2 separate regions of the Mus musculus genome follow, and region 1 is linked to region 2. A link is a contact called in public HiChIP or PLAC-seq data. All regions are on one chromosome and are shown on one strand. Each heading gives the region's core, a stretch centred on a gene start, on an enhancer-like site or on the middle of the called end of the contact. The rest is flanking DNA. Distances are from core to core; before and after follow the strand shown. Region 1 overlaps Lhfpl1 (lipoma HMGIC fusion partner-like 1). Region 2 overlaps Trpc5 (transient receptor potential cation channel, subfamily C, member 5).

Region 1 (7,519 bases), core at 1,290-3,789, 660 kb before region 2:
AGTTCACATAAATATGGAGTACCAACCTGTTAGGGCCACTTCAGAAGCTACCGCAAGTGCTGTGTTAAAGTCAAGCCAAAATTCACTGACTTTTTCTAAAATTTAATTCATCAACTCAAACAGCAGTTTTTATTTTTATGCTTTGTTGCTATATTATTTATTTATTAGGCACATTTTTTTCCCTACAGTATGTTCTGACCATAATTTCCTTTCCTGTGTCTCCTCCCAGGTTCTCCCCAGAACCCTGCCCATCCAACTCCATGCCTTCTCACTCTCTTTCTTTAAACAACAAGCAAACCAATAAAAATTAAAAACAAACCAAAATAAAACATAAAACAGACAAACAGAAAAAAAATCCTCTAGAAACAATACACATGTAGACACATGCACACACAAATATCTCATAAAAAATCAAACTTGGAAACTATAATAGATAAACAAAAGATGGTTAGGGCAAAAAAAATGCCTAAACAAAACACGAGAAAAAAGGTTTTCATATGCAGGGATCCATCCCATAATCAGCTTCCAAATGCTGACACCATTGCATACACTAGCAAGATTTCGCTGAAAGGACCCAGTTATAGCTCTCTCTTGTGAGACTATGCCGGGGCCTAGCAAACACAGAAATGGATGATCACAGTCAGCTATTGGATGGGTCACACGGCCCCTAATGGAGGAGCTAGAGAAATTACCCAAGGAGCTATAGGGAACTGCAACCCTATAGGTGGAACAACAATATGAACTAACCAGTACCCTGGAGCTCTTGTCTTTAGCTGCATATGTATCAAAAGATGGCCTAGTCGGCCATCACTGCAAAGAGAGGCCCATTGGACTTGCAAATTTTATATGCCCCAGTACAGGGGAACGCCAGGGCCAAAAAGGGGGAGTGGGTGGGTAGGGGATTGGGGGGGTGGGTATGGGGGACCTTTGGGATAGCATTGAAAATGTAAATGAGGAAAATACCTAATTAAAAAAAATACCACTGAGTTTGTTTTGTGCTGGACATCTACCGCGCATCCTGTGGTCTGACCTTAAAGAGCAATTTGTATACCCAGAGAGGCTTTACAGACAAACACTGCTTAGTCCTTTGTGAGTAGTTATCAGTTGGAGATGGCTTCTGTGGTAGGGATGGGACCTCAAGTTCAGTTCCCTCTCTGTGCTGGGATACCATCTGTTTGGACTTGTGTAGCCCCCGTGCATAAAGGCAGCAGTTTTTAAAATCCAACTTTACTAACACAATCCAATCCAAAGATATACTATTTCAATGCTTATATACTAAAGAATGACAGTAGGGGAATATTAAAAGATTCTGTTTTCCTTAATTTAATCACTGTTTCTGCAAGATCATCAAACTTTGCATGTATAGTAAAATCCTTGTAATTTATAATATACGGCAGTACTGAATCCAAGCCCATGTTCCAGGTTGTGTTTATTGCCATCACATGGTGTGAGGTGAGAGAATGCACAGTACTAAATGCACCATGTTGTAAATTCAGAATCATGACTGCACTGAAGTTGCACGATGGAGCCTGGTCAAGGTGCTGCCAGGAACACCTCAGATTCATTATAAGTGTGATTTTGAATTAACTTGTGTCCGTTGTGCATTCAGAAACCATTTGTTCTTGCTAAGGTTTTCATTACCCTCCCATATTTTGTTACATGACCCCGTAGGGCCGTGGGCAACAGCTTTAGAATCTGTGGCCTATATAACATGAAAAATAAATTCACAGGTTAGCAGTGCTGGACTTGTCTTCAAATGTGAGCCCCGCCACTTACTAGTTGTACAAATCTGGGCACACTCCTTAACTTCTCAGTATTTCATCAATGGGGATTGTTAATAGTATTGATTCTTGTAGGATTGGGGCGATAGAGGAAAGTCACCATTAGATACAAGGCACAATGCTGCATTAATGCAACTTGTTATTGTCAGAGTCCCTTTGGAGGAGAGGCCCCAAACTTTCAGAATGGAGACAAGAAAGGAAAGGCCCATCCATCTTGACCAAGGTTGGTGATAGAGGATAACCAAAGGTCATGTGTGTGTTCCTTGTAGTTCCTTTCTCTAGTGGTTCATTTCCCTTGCTCTCTTAACATTTCCGCCCATTCTGGACAGTTCAAAGCCTTTTATGGTGACTTGGGATTTGACCTTCCAGGGTTCAGTTTCCAGGAATTTCCTGTTACCTTTCGTTTCTTTCAGTTTTCTTTTTAAAATTTTATTTATTTATTTATTCATTTATTCACTTTATATCCTGCTCACTGCTCCCTTCATAGTCACCCCTCCCACAGTCCTTCCCCTATCCCCTTCCACTGCTCTTCTGAGCAGGTGGGGCCCCTGGGTATCCCTCACCCTTGCACTTTAAGTCTCTGTGAGACTAGGCACTTCCTCTCCCACTGAGGCCAGACAAGGCAGCCTAGCTAGAAGAACATGTCCCACATACAAGTAACAGCCTTTTTGTGGACAGTCTGCTGTGCTCACCAGCACACAGCTGGCTTAGCAAGCATCTTTGCATCCACAGTGGGGCAGTAGAGTGTGGGAGAAGTCAGCCTGACAAGGGTAAACTGCTTATTCTGCTTTCAGTCTTCCTAGGCTTGCTTGGGCACATCACTTCCCCACTCTGAGACCTGGCTTCTCTGTTTTCATGTACAGAGCACTGTACTAGGTGGGTGAGTAGCCGGGTTACTAGCTCCAGTAATAAAGCCTGCCTATAGATGTGAATCTTTTACCACTTTCAGAAAACCAAGGGTCCTATATACCTACTTAGCTCCCTGTTATGACTTGCTCTCCATTAATCATTTATCTTCATATCTGTCTTTTTCCCCCTGTTCTCAAAAAGTATATTTTCAAGTGTTTTAGCATACACATAACTGTAGCAGGAGATAAATATGTTAATTTGTTTAACTAGTAATTATCTTATTACATATACATCAAAATATCATCTTTTATACATTAAAATATACAGTAAAAATGCAATGTACTTAGGATAATCATCTTATACACAATAATAGTTTGAGAATCACTGCTGGTAGCTGTCTGAGAGAAAAATGTATTTAGCTAAGGACATTGTGCAGAGCCACTATCTTTTGGGGTAGCATTAGCTGGAATGTTGAGAGTCCTGGGAAATTCAGGGCTTAGACATTGCTGAAAACCTCAGAGTTATGTACGTGAACAACAGAGATGTGTTTCCACAAAGAGGAGAAATTGAGCTAAGTTGAAGCAGACCAGAAGGAATTAATGGGTCATGAAACAACTTTATTCGACTGCATATGTCTGCTGCCTAACACACCTTTACATTGTGCAGTAGCTTTATCCCTATCTTACTGTCTGGCCATAGATGACCCACTTCACTTCTTTAAACCCGTTTACCCATAGGCAATGTGAGAAATCAATTATCTTCAGAACCGGTTCTGCTCATGTGTTAGAGAAGTGCACCGAAAAATTTTGAAACAATAATCTTGCCTGTGAGAGGTAGAAATTAGAACTCTAATTGGTTAGATCTTCTCACTGATCAGCTTCTAGATTAAAAATAGTGAGAAATTTAGAGTAATGACACTCTATACATCCCAGGGAATATGAAGTTATTTTCGTTTTGACTAGAAGAAATGACAGAGGTGCTTTTATGTACATTTCTCTTTTTCTTGAAATAATCCACGTGAGAAAGGGTGTTCAACCCTGAATTAGTTGCTTGTTACGGTTGCAGTTCTGCAACCCCAGAGGAAGAGAAGGTTCTTCCAAAGGCCTCAAGGGCAAGTCCACTGCATGGCCTTATTCTCCTGTTGTCTTGCTGAGGGCCTCCCAGGCTCAGGAAGAGAACTAACGTTCTAGGGGCTGGTTGTCTATCAACCACACAACCACACGATGGCAGTAAAGCAAGGCAAATTCATTTGGTTTAGCACTTCTGCTCTTTACTTTCTAGAATGTGAATCACAATTTCTTTGCTTCCATTTCCTCCCCTGGAGTTGCTTCTGTAAGCATCAGTGCCAATTTCTGCTTCCTCTTTCACCTTTATTGTGTGTTAGTCCTTTCCCTATAAAATGGTGCTGAATCTTATCTTAAGCTTTTGTTTAAAAGCAGAATCTCAGAGTTTACTTTTTTTTTTTTTTTTTTTTTTTTTTTTTTTTTTTTTTTTTTTTTTGAGACAGGGTTTCTCTGTATAGCCCTGGCTGTCCTGGAACTCACTTTGTAGACCAGGCTAGCCTCGAACTCAGAAATCCGCCTGCCTCTGCCTCCCGAGTGCTGGGATTAAAGGCGTGCACCACCACGCCCTGCCAGAGTTTACTTTTAAGAGCAGATGTTAACAGTGTAGCATCCAAGCCATAAGGCTCAGTCAGTGAGGATGGCGTTGAGATACCATATAAAATATGTTCAGCTCAGGGCCCACACCCTGTAAATGTGAATGGCAACTGCTTTGATCATGGCTGTTGTTGGTATAGGTCAGACTAACCCAGAGGCTGGATAATAAACTGGTTGCAAAAGAGCAAAGCAAGCAACAGCTACATTCCTAGGAGAAATCCCCTGATGAGGTTGGGATTACAGAGAAGAGAGACCTATATGTTAGAGCTATGTCATATGGTTTCCTACAAACAATAGTCACTAAACCTCGTCTAAGTGAATTATAAGAAATGGTGAGAAAGATAAAAATATCTCTCTCAAGTGAATGCCCCTAGCATGGCAACAAGCACAGGGAAATTTTAAAGAAATATAGATGTCTTTCCACATTTTTTCATTAATAGGCTAAATGATATACCTTACTTCGGGCCCCATTGGGCTGGACTTAGGAATCTACTGGACTCTTCCCCAGAGATATGGATATGGGGGATCTGTAGGGAAGCCTAGATATCTGCATCTTAAGTTCTTTTAGGTATTTGCAGAGACTAGGACTAGGAGACAGGTGGTCTGAAAAGTACTCATTATGCTAGGCTCTGCACTGATTTCTTGTTTAATATACCATTGTATTTACCCCCTTAGCTGTATTGTAAAGTGAGTAGTCACATTTATTTTTACCATGAGGAAGAGATGCTCAATAAGGGTAAATGACTTGCTCCTGGGGATCCAGTTTGGAAGGGGCAGAACATGCTTTCAGATGCAGTTCCTTGTAACTGTCATGTCAGGCTCTGCTCCCTATACCACATCGACTCTCCAGGTTCAAAGTTGAATAATTCCAGCCACTATAGACACCTCCTGATGAAATGGGAGAACTTTGAGACATGCTTCATCTCTCTGTTAATTCCTTCTTGTAGAATAATATTCCTGCCTATAGCTACAACTTGACGAATGGCTAGAACTCAGGAAACAGGATTAGCTGGGAGAGTAAGTAGAAATGGTATGTTGTAAGTTGTGAAGTACTATGCTCATATTGGATGGTATAATTTGGGGACTTTGTTATTTCTGAGGTATTTGAGGGCAAATTTTTATAAGCCTCCATGACAGGTATCTGTTAGGCACTAGAGTCTGAATAGAAACAGCAAACGCTTCAAGCTGGCCTTGCTAGTACAAGGCTCAGTAAATGATCTGCATGAAGGTTCCCTCACTCCTAAGTTCTAGGGTAGATTAAGTTTCTGGGACTGAGCCTTTAGCAATTTTTAGTATTTAAGAATATATCAAAATAGAGATAATACTCATTATTCTATCTTGGATGTTCACTATAAAGTATTGAATAAATCAGTATAAAATGCAGAGTTCAAAAGAGATTATAGTTTGTTTCAAGAGATAAACTGTACAGTTATATAACAAATAACTGATAATGATGTTAATCCAAATGTATGACATCAGCATCTGTAGATGCGATAATGCAGAGGCACATAAGGAGAACTCTAGAATCCTATCTTTCTTCTCTTAATTTGCACTCTACCCTGGGTTACTAGAGCAATCTCTTACTTCCCTTCCCTCCATCTCATTATTCCCCTTCTTTTTTTTTCCTCTTCTTCTTTATCTCCTGTTTTTAGATTGCTAGAGATCCTACATACAGGTCCCTTGGTATCTCCCTCTTAGGCTAAAGTGATATTTATGAAATGCAAATCTGATGCCATTCTGTCTTACCAAGTATAATTCCCCATTACTTTGAGGATGGAGTCCACAACAAGACCTATAGGGACCACAGACATACACATATTCTGCCATGTCAGTGATCCAGAAAACCCAATGTACTGGCTAGTTTTGTGTCAACTTGACACAGCTGGAGTTATCAGAGAGAAAGGAGCTTCAGTTGAGGAAATGCCTCCATGAGATCCAACTGTAAGGCATTTTCTCAATTAGTGATCAAGGGGGAAAGGCCCCTTGTGGGTGGAACCATCTCTGGGCTGGTAGTCTTGGTTCTATAAGAGAGCAGGCTGAGCAAGCCAGGGGAGGCAAGCCAGTAAAGAACATCCCTCCATGGCCTCTGAATCAGTTCTTGCTTCCTGACCTGCTTGAGTTTCAGTCCTGACTTCCTTGGTGATGAACAGCAGTATGGAAGTGTAAGCCGAATAAACCCTTTCCTCCCCAACTTGCTTCTTGGTCATGATGTTTGTGCAGGAATAGAAACCCTAACTAAGACACCCAAGTTTCTCCCCATCGCCTCAATTTTGCAGCTGACATTGTGTTTCTTAAGACTGCCTCTTCTCATTTCCTTGCCTGCTTAATTTCTGATTTTTCTTCAAAACATCCCTATCCCCTTTACAATGAATTTGATCCCCATCTTCATCCTTGTGTGACTTGGCATCATAGCACTTGCCTTATTAGTGAGAATATTGCCTCACCCTAATCCCTGTTTTGTTTTTTGTTTTTTAATAATCTTACCTATGAGAGAATGACTTGTTGAAAGAGCTTACCACAGTGCCAGGCATGAGGAAGTATTTGACCAATAATAATGACTTCTGTTTCAGTTACTGGCTTAGTGCTAAGAAAGTTCAAGTCGATGCAAGCAGAGGGCTATTGAGTATATATGAGAGGAGAGGGACCAATTGCTTAGAAGCCAAGTGTCCTAGAGAGCTCATGCTGAATGAAAGCGGTCGAATATTTGCTTAGCTGGTTTTTGCCTTCTCTCCTTAGGGAGAATGCCCAAAGCTATTCTAAGAAGCTGTTCTAGGTAGAATTAATGAGCTGTACAAAGGGCAACATGATGATATGGGCAATTTTTAAGGGTCCAGGAGGTCAGTCTGGAGAAAGACAGAGAAACACAGTTTAAATTGGTCTGAGGCATGCTTCTCCCCACTGAAGAAAAAGATGAGCAGAGACAGCTAAAACTGATAACTATACAAGAAACCCAATAAAAAGAAGTACAGAATGCCAAGGGAGATTTCAATAGGAATCAATTTGTTTCGCTGAAATGTGTGTCTGGGAGAGGAAAATCAGATGGAGGACATTTTTGTCATCATGAGGATTTGGCTTCTTTGCAAGTGCCATCAACTGGTCTTTCCTTCCCTTTAGAGCATTCGGTTGGCTCATGATGAGTTTGCCAACCTACAATGTCGTACTCCTTAGCAGATCTGATTGGATCAAAGTTAGTACTACCAGTAGTAATGTGCTTACCTAAAGTACTGAAAT
Region 2 (7,414 bases), core at 559-3,058:
CCATCTCAAAATTCTTCGTTTGACCACACCACTGAAATAAATGCCACCACTTTCATTTTGCCATATCCTGTAACAGTTACAGGTTCCAGTGACATGGATGTGTTAGGAGTGTGATGATCAGCCCCTCCTACTTGCCCATTTGGATTGCATAAAGCACAGATGACATCCACTTTATAAAGAAACAATGGCTCAACCAAGTAAACTGGCACTAAAAATTCTCCTCATCAACTACCTATCCGTGCTACCCTACTTGTTGGTCACTGTTTGGCAAACTCACCTTGGGGCTTTCCCAATTGAGGTTCTGTACATCATTGATGCAGCATACATTTACCATTGTGCCAAAGACTGAGGACAAAACAGTAGATTAGAAGCATGGTCTGCTGTTTAGCACATTTTCACTCAATGTTAGTCTGAAATATCCTTTTTGAGATTATAATATAATTCCATCATTTTCCATGTCTCTTCCCTTCCTCTAACCTCCCCCATATATTCCTCCTTGTTCTCTTTACAATCCATAGCATCTTTTTATTTGATGGTTGCTACATACTTGTGTGTGTGTGTGTGTGTGTGTGTGTGTGTGTGTGTGTGTATGCTCCTGAATACATAATTACATTCCTGCTCAGTCTGTATAGTGTTACTTATAAGTTTGTGGGACTGAATGGTTGGAATTAAATAACCAATTGGTACTCTCTTCCCTGGGCTAGACTATTTATTTTTTTCTGTTCTCAGCATCCGTTAGCTGCCTACTCATTCTTTTAATACTAAAGTCTACACCTGTCCCTGAAATTCACACACACACACACACACACACACACACACACACACACACACACACACCTTTTCTATAATAATCATGTCTGTATAAATAAATCAAGAATCCAGAGATTTAGATTCCCTCTTTTTAATTAATCATGGCCCAGGAAGATATAGGACTATTCCCATTCTTCCAAAGACATATGACACTGTGAAATTAGTGTAACCATGAGGAATGACAAGATGGACTTTTTAAGCTTGGGATGGTTCTAGAAAGTGTACTATCATACTGAGAGGATTAAAGATGAGAAACCATACGTAGTTGCACAAGGTATTGGAATAGCACCAGGGAAATGAAAGGAGACTTAATATAGCACAAGAAGAAAGCAAGCTATCACTTTTAATATTCATCGAGTCCATGACAGCATGCTGCTTCACACACTCATCAGCATTTCACATTGGCAGTACAGAGTAGGCATATGCCACGTATAATTTTTACAAATCTCTTTCACAAAATAGTCTCTAGATTGGTTTCTTATGACATCTCTGTATGAAGGGTGGCTATTATCATCATTCTATTTCACAGGTTAAAATACAACACAAAAACAACAAAGGTTTCAAGAATTAATTTTCTCTAGGCAGAATAAATTGCAAGATTTCTTTGTAATCACTGTCTCCTCCAAATACTGTATCTCATTTAACCATGGCATAAAAAGACAGCTGGGCGTGGTGGCGCACGCCTTTAATCCCAGCACTCAGGAGGCAGAGGCAGGCGGATTTCTGAGTTCGAGGCCAGCCTGGTCCACAAAGTGCGTTCCAGGACAACCCTGTCTCAAAAACAAAAACAAAAACAAAAAACAAAAAACAAAAAACAAAACAAAACAAGACAAAAAAAACAAAACAAAAAGATAAAAAGATGTCTCATAACATTATAAGCCATGGCTACTGAGTTGTTAGTATATCTAACAAATACCCTATTATTCAGTTACATAGTTCAACCCTTGGAACGTGAGTATCCAACACTCACTTTTCATGTAATTCAGGTACATGACCAAAAGGTGGCAGTAACTTCCTGGGTCAGAAGCTTGAATGCTCAGTCTTAAATTGCTATGCTCACATTAGGTTATAACAAAAAAGTATAGATTTCCAGGACTTTATTGTTTTCAAAATTTTTACTTTGTTACTTTATTGTATTTTAAATAATATTTTCAGCTACATTTAAAGGTTCTCAATATAAAAACTATATCAAGAAAACAAAAATACATGATGTGGTATACTTAAAAATAAGTTAAAAATACTCCCTTTTTAACTACAATTTCAACAAGGTTTGGTCTTATCCCAAGACTATAAATTGCAATATTCGTTTCTACTTCACTCTAAGTGTTTCCCTTCCTGTGACATGACTGTAAGATTTCTGTTTAACTTAACAAAAGAGCCAAGGGCTCTATTCACAAGTGGGTTTCCTTCCTTCCTTCCTCCCTCCCTCCCTCCCTCCCTCCCTCCCTCCCTCCCTCCCTCCCTCCTTTCTTTCTTTCTCTTGTTTTTTCCTTCTTTTTCTTTCCCGTTTCTCTAAAAGCTTTCAAGGGAAGTACTTCAAAAAGAGTACATCAGAGTATCTCTCATCTGCAGCTCCCTGCTTCTAGTGTTTCTTCCTCTCCTCAACAGAGACACTATCAAATGGCAATGTGTTATCACTGAAAGAGCAGCCCGGTTTTTTTTTTTCTTTTGTTGCTATTAATAATGAAGTAAATTTTTTCTCAGTACTAAAAAGATAACACCATCCCTCTTCCTTTAAGGGATCTGCATATGTAGCTGCCTACTCAGTGCATTGCAAACTCTCCGTCATATGATTTTCCAGCAAATTCTTAACAACCTGCAATGTTCAGAGTGCATTCTCTCACAGATAAGTTTGTTTTGTCCAAACTAATGGCTATAAACCTAAGCTCACAACACAGCATCAAATCAAAAAAGCCTACCCATACATATATATTATGCATATGTTCATGTGTGTACTTTTTTAAAATTAACTATTTATTTATTTACATTCTAGACATTGCCCCCTCTTAGTCCCCACTCCTACAGTTCTTCATCCCATTCCCCCTTTGGCTTTGAGAGAGTGTTTCCCCTGGGCATCCTCATTCCCTGTGGCCTCAAGTCTCTATAAGATTAGGTGTATCCTTGCCAACTGAGGCCAGGTGTGTGTACTTTTATAGAGAGATGTATAACTGCTGCATAAGAGATCAACTGGTACATTATAGTAAACATAGCCCATATTCTCAGTGAGAAAAAAAGTTGTAAATTTCTAGGCTTGGCACTGTGGTAGTGACTATGATAACTAGAGGAAGTGTAAGCCACAGCTCCTGCCTCAAGAGATTTGCAATGCAATTGAAGAGATGATATTCCTAAATGAAACATTTCTATATCAGTGTAATATGTACATCAGCACATATTCAAAAGAATGAGTAGAAATAATATGAGGTCCAGAGAAGTGTAGTACAAAGAATCGTTTCGTGGGAGAGATCTTGAAGGTTGAGGACATAATGTGTAACCATAAGCCAAAGATAAGAATCAGCTCACAAAAATAAAGAGGTAAGAACAAACCTGGTAGGATTGTAGGCCAATTGCAGACTTGACTAGAACAAAACAGAAATGAGGGTAGATAAATCCATTCAAGTTATTGTATAGGTTATGTAAGAGATGGAGAGTTAAGAAATGATGATCAACTTCTAAACATTACCATCTGCTTCTTTATGCTGACTGAGTTCTAAAAGTTAAGAAGAAAAGCATTTTCTAGAGGAAGTCTGTAGCTATGACTAGTGATAGAAGACAAACTAGATGTAGTGGAATAAAGATGGCCTATCCCTGAGATGAGAAATAGAGAAAACCCTTGGTCTTGGGACAGTAGTCCACAAAGCAAGAACACAAATCATCAGTACTACTAGAAGTCTAATATATTCGAAAAGGGTGAAGATATGTATTTGAAGTGTTGAAAATTGAAGAGAGGTGGTATATATGTTGTTAAGGGAAGCTAAAAATGTATTCCAAGATAGAAAAAGAGAGTTTAGAGAAAAGTGCATTCTTTGCTTTTAGATTAAGTGAGCCTGGGCCATCAGTAGCATCAGGGTCCTTCTGTGTGTAATGTGGCTCCTATTTTTTTCTCTCACATATTCAGCATTAATTCATCTTCCCTTCCAAGCAATCCTATATTTAATGACTGTCATATGGCTCAAGAAACTTGACCGCAACACTGTCACTTCATGGATACAAGTAAGAAGACTTATACTAAAGTCCTTGCAGAAGATAGTTTTCAGATAAGATCTGCACTTGTCATATCTGCAGAGAGCATCTGTCAGCGTCCTCATAGGCTACACATAGAGAATTGGCTTCTAATCCTTAACACTCTGACTTTGTCCTGCTGCTTCTCTCCTGATGGGGCTGAGACATGCAAATTAAATCTAGTTTATTTGATTCGAGTTTGAGTTATCACTGCCCTGTGCTCCATAAAGGAAGTGAAAACATTTCTTTTTCAAACTGACCAGAATACTTAGAACAAGACAGTCAAGACTATAAAACCCCTTTCAGTAAAATAAAATGAATCCCGTATATAAAATATGTTGGTGTCTTTCCAGCTATGGAGCAATGGGATATCTAATCCACCAGAACAAAATGCATCAGAGAATTCTGTTGTTTTAAAGGCACTGGTTCAGAAATTAGCAAACAAAACCTCAGTAAGATATCTTAAATCCTCTTTGCCAGATAAGATAGTCAGTTGTACATAAGAAAAATGTAAAGAGGGGGTATTCAAAGTTACCAAGGAAGTTATGTCTGCTTCTTCCCCAGTGATTGTTAGCAGACTACCATAGTATCCTTTTATCCGAGGTTTCCCTTTCTGGGATTTCAGTGGTGATCCAAAACTCTTCAGTGAAAATTTTAAAAATAAAGTAGTCACAATTTTTAAAGTGTTCAACATCCTAAGTAGCATGATAAAATGTTGTACCAACTCATGTTGTGCCAACTGAGACATGACATATCTACTCAGACTCTATGTGCTGCCCATTTATCTTATAGTCACTCTGTTATCAGATTTATTCTTGTAATATCATAGCATTAGTGGTTCAGTAACCTTTGTTTCACTTAATAGCGGCCTCAAAGTGTAAAAATAGTAACACTATTTACATATACCAAGGGTAGCCATGAACTGCCTCTCATAAATGGAAGGTAGAAACACAAGGTATTTTGAGAGACACAATATTCACTTTTATTTTAGAATATATTGTTATTGTTGTTTTATTTTAGTGTTATCGTTAAGCCCTTGTTAGATATATTTTAAAATTCAACTTGACCATAAATATTCATGTTTGAGAGAAGAGTATACATATAGAGTTTACTAAGTACTACCCTTAATAAGGGGTCAATATAAAGTCTTGCAACATATTTCCTGCAAATGATGAAAGGCTAGAATACAGTGATTGGATGAAAGTATATTGGAGAGTCTGGCTATCAGGACTCGAATCTCAGACCTGTCATCTAGAATTGGGTGACCTTAAGCAAGTTATTTCAGCTTTCTCTGTGGTCTCTGTATGCTGGAGATAATAGCATTATATTAGCTGACAAAAAGATTGCATGAATAAATGTATTTAAGACACATAATATGGTACCCAACACACGGTAAGTATTCAAAAGATAATACAAACATGGTTTGAATTTCCTTCAAGCCACATGGCTCTCTGACAACAGCCTTATAGGCATTATTAGCAAGCAAGAAAAAAAAACTATCACACTATCTTAGGGTTTTCTTTGCTGTGAAGAGATACCATGACCAAGGCAACTCTTAGAGGGACAACATTTAATTGGGGGTGGCTTACAGGTTCAGAGGTTCAGTCCATTATCATCAAGTTGGGAAGCATGGCAGCATCTAGGCAGGTATTGTGCAGGAAGAGCTGAGAGTTCTACAACTTCATCTGAAGGCTGCTGGGAAAAGACTGGCTTCTACTTAGTTAGGAGGAGGTTCTCATTACCTACCTCAACAGTGACACACTTCTTCTAACAAGGCCATACCTACTAATAGTGCCACTCCCTGGGCCAAGCATATTCAAACCACCACACACACTAATACCTAGAATTGTTGGTAATTTTTATTAAAAAATATTTTCACTTATATGATTATGTATAATATAGCATAGATATATTATACATATGTGATATGTATAATATATCTTCACCCTTACCAATTCCATGTATGACACCTTAAACTTCTACTGTCAACACCATCATTTCTTTTGCTGACTTCTTCTGGATGCCAGAGCCTACTTTTTCAATCCCTATATGGTACAATGAATAAATGAAGAGATTGCGTTTCTAATCAAAGACTACTAAGAGTCAATCTGTCCATAATAAGTTGCACATGTATTATATTGCCTCTTAGAATGTCATCTAAAGCCTTAAAGCCGAGTCATTCTCTGCAGTAGCTAGGTCAGTTACACCATCATTAAGACCTTCATTTTATATTATGTTTCACTACCCGATTCTGACACCAGTATTTTCTTCAACTCACAGAGAAACTACTTAATCATTTCTTTAAGTAATTGTCTCCGGGTCAATTTCTCAGGGAACCACACAAACCTATGAGAAAACCGAAAGCAAATGTGATACTTTTGCCACAACAAAACTGAATTGTAGATCAATTGAAAAATAAGGGACATAGACTTAGAACTCCCATCTCTTGATCTTCTGTATCCGTTGTTGTTTATGACTATATGTCATACCCTTTCCCAGGCATACACCAACTAACAATGTCAGGAAATACCCTTATCTTCCTCATTTTATATTAGTTAATTTCCTTAAAGTCTTTTTCTGGATCCCGCAGAGAAGGGTCACATTTGAGCTGACATATATTATTAGACTTATCCATGTATTACATGCATATTTATGAGTTTGTACTTTAAATATCGGTTCCTAACTAGGCATCTAAATAATGAACACTGAGTTATCTGTCAGAGTCCATAAATGGATTGTTGAGGTTCATCAAGACTCTAACATAGAAATTCTGAATTAGTAGCAACTGATCTGTCAAAGTAATGCTTATGGAACTTATTGCATTAGTCATACTATAAGGTCCCTTTGATAATTTTTCAGGAAATTGGAGACCCAAAGGACCTCAGAGTCATGTGTGTACCATCAGTTCTCATTACATGGCAAGAGCTACATAACAAATGGATGATGATAATTCCCTGATTAATAAGAACATATTTTTAAAATATGAGACATCATCATTTCATGGCTTCATGTTCTATATCTTCCACCCAAAAGGGAGGTACACTATAGTCTTGGGAACCATAACTGAAAGACTAGTTAGCCTGAGCATCTGCTAAATGTAGATTACAAGAATGTTGTATCCATTGGGGTCTCTCACTTTAAGAGAATCCTTAATTAGTGGCCATCTGGCCTCCTAGGAAAGACTGTAATTAAAGTAGCCATGAAGGAGCAGTGAACATGTAACACATGAAGAGTGAAAACCTTGCCTGGCTGTGCCTTCCCTCCGGGATACTCAGTACTCAGGTGAATGCCAAGGGCACATTGGGATATTTTTATTTTTCATAAAAATGATTTGAGTCCCAAGAATGGGAATAAATAAATCACCAGCTGAGTTGTATGGCAGACA

The links. HiChIP or PLAC-seq counts read pairs in DNA pulled down with a chosen protein or histone mark.
Region 1: a contact with region 2 is called in a RAD21 HiChIP or PLAC-seq map of pro-B cells, with 12 times the contacts expected there. The contact joins two enhancer-like sites. A contact is called at or near these places in 1 of 15 datasets of contacts at CTCF or cohesin (pro-B cells) and 3 of 484 Hi-C or Micro-C datasets (the C10 cell line, cortical neurons and liver).

What each region holds. Positions count from the first base shown.
Region 1 is chrX:145,303,756-145,311,274 of GRCm38.p6, reverse strand. All of the region lies in intron 3 of Lhfpl1 (lipoma HMGIC fusion partner-like 1), which reads left to right. Among named protein-coding and RNA genes, the nearest start is that of Lhfpl1, 41 kb to the left of the region's middle. Within about 2 kb of position 2,539, at least 7 of the 459 cell types and tissues checked have an H3K27ac peak or open chromatin away from gene starts, as enhancers often do. A contact at or near this core is called in pro-B cells, where this site is marked.
Region 2 is chrX:144,639,990-144,647,403 of GRCm38.p6, reverse strand. The region is part of intron 1 of Trpc5 (transient receptor potential cation channel, subfamily C, member 5); the gene reads left to right. Among named protein-coding and RNA genes, the nearest start is that of Trpc5, 44 kb to the left of the region's middle. Within about 2 kb of position 1,808, at least 1 of the 459 cell types and tissues checked has an H3K27ac peak or open chromatin away from gene starts, as enhancers often do. A contact at or near this core is called in pro-B cells, where this site is marked.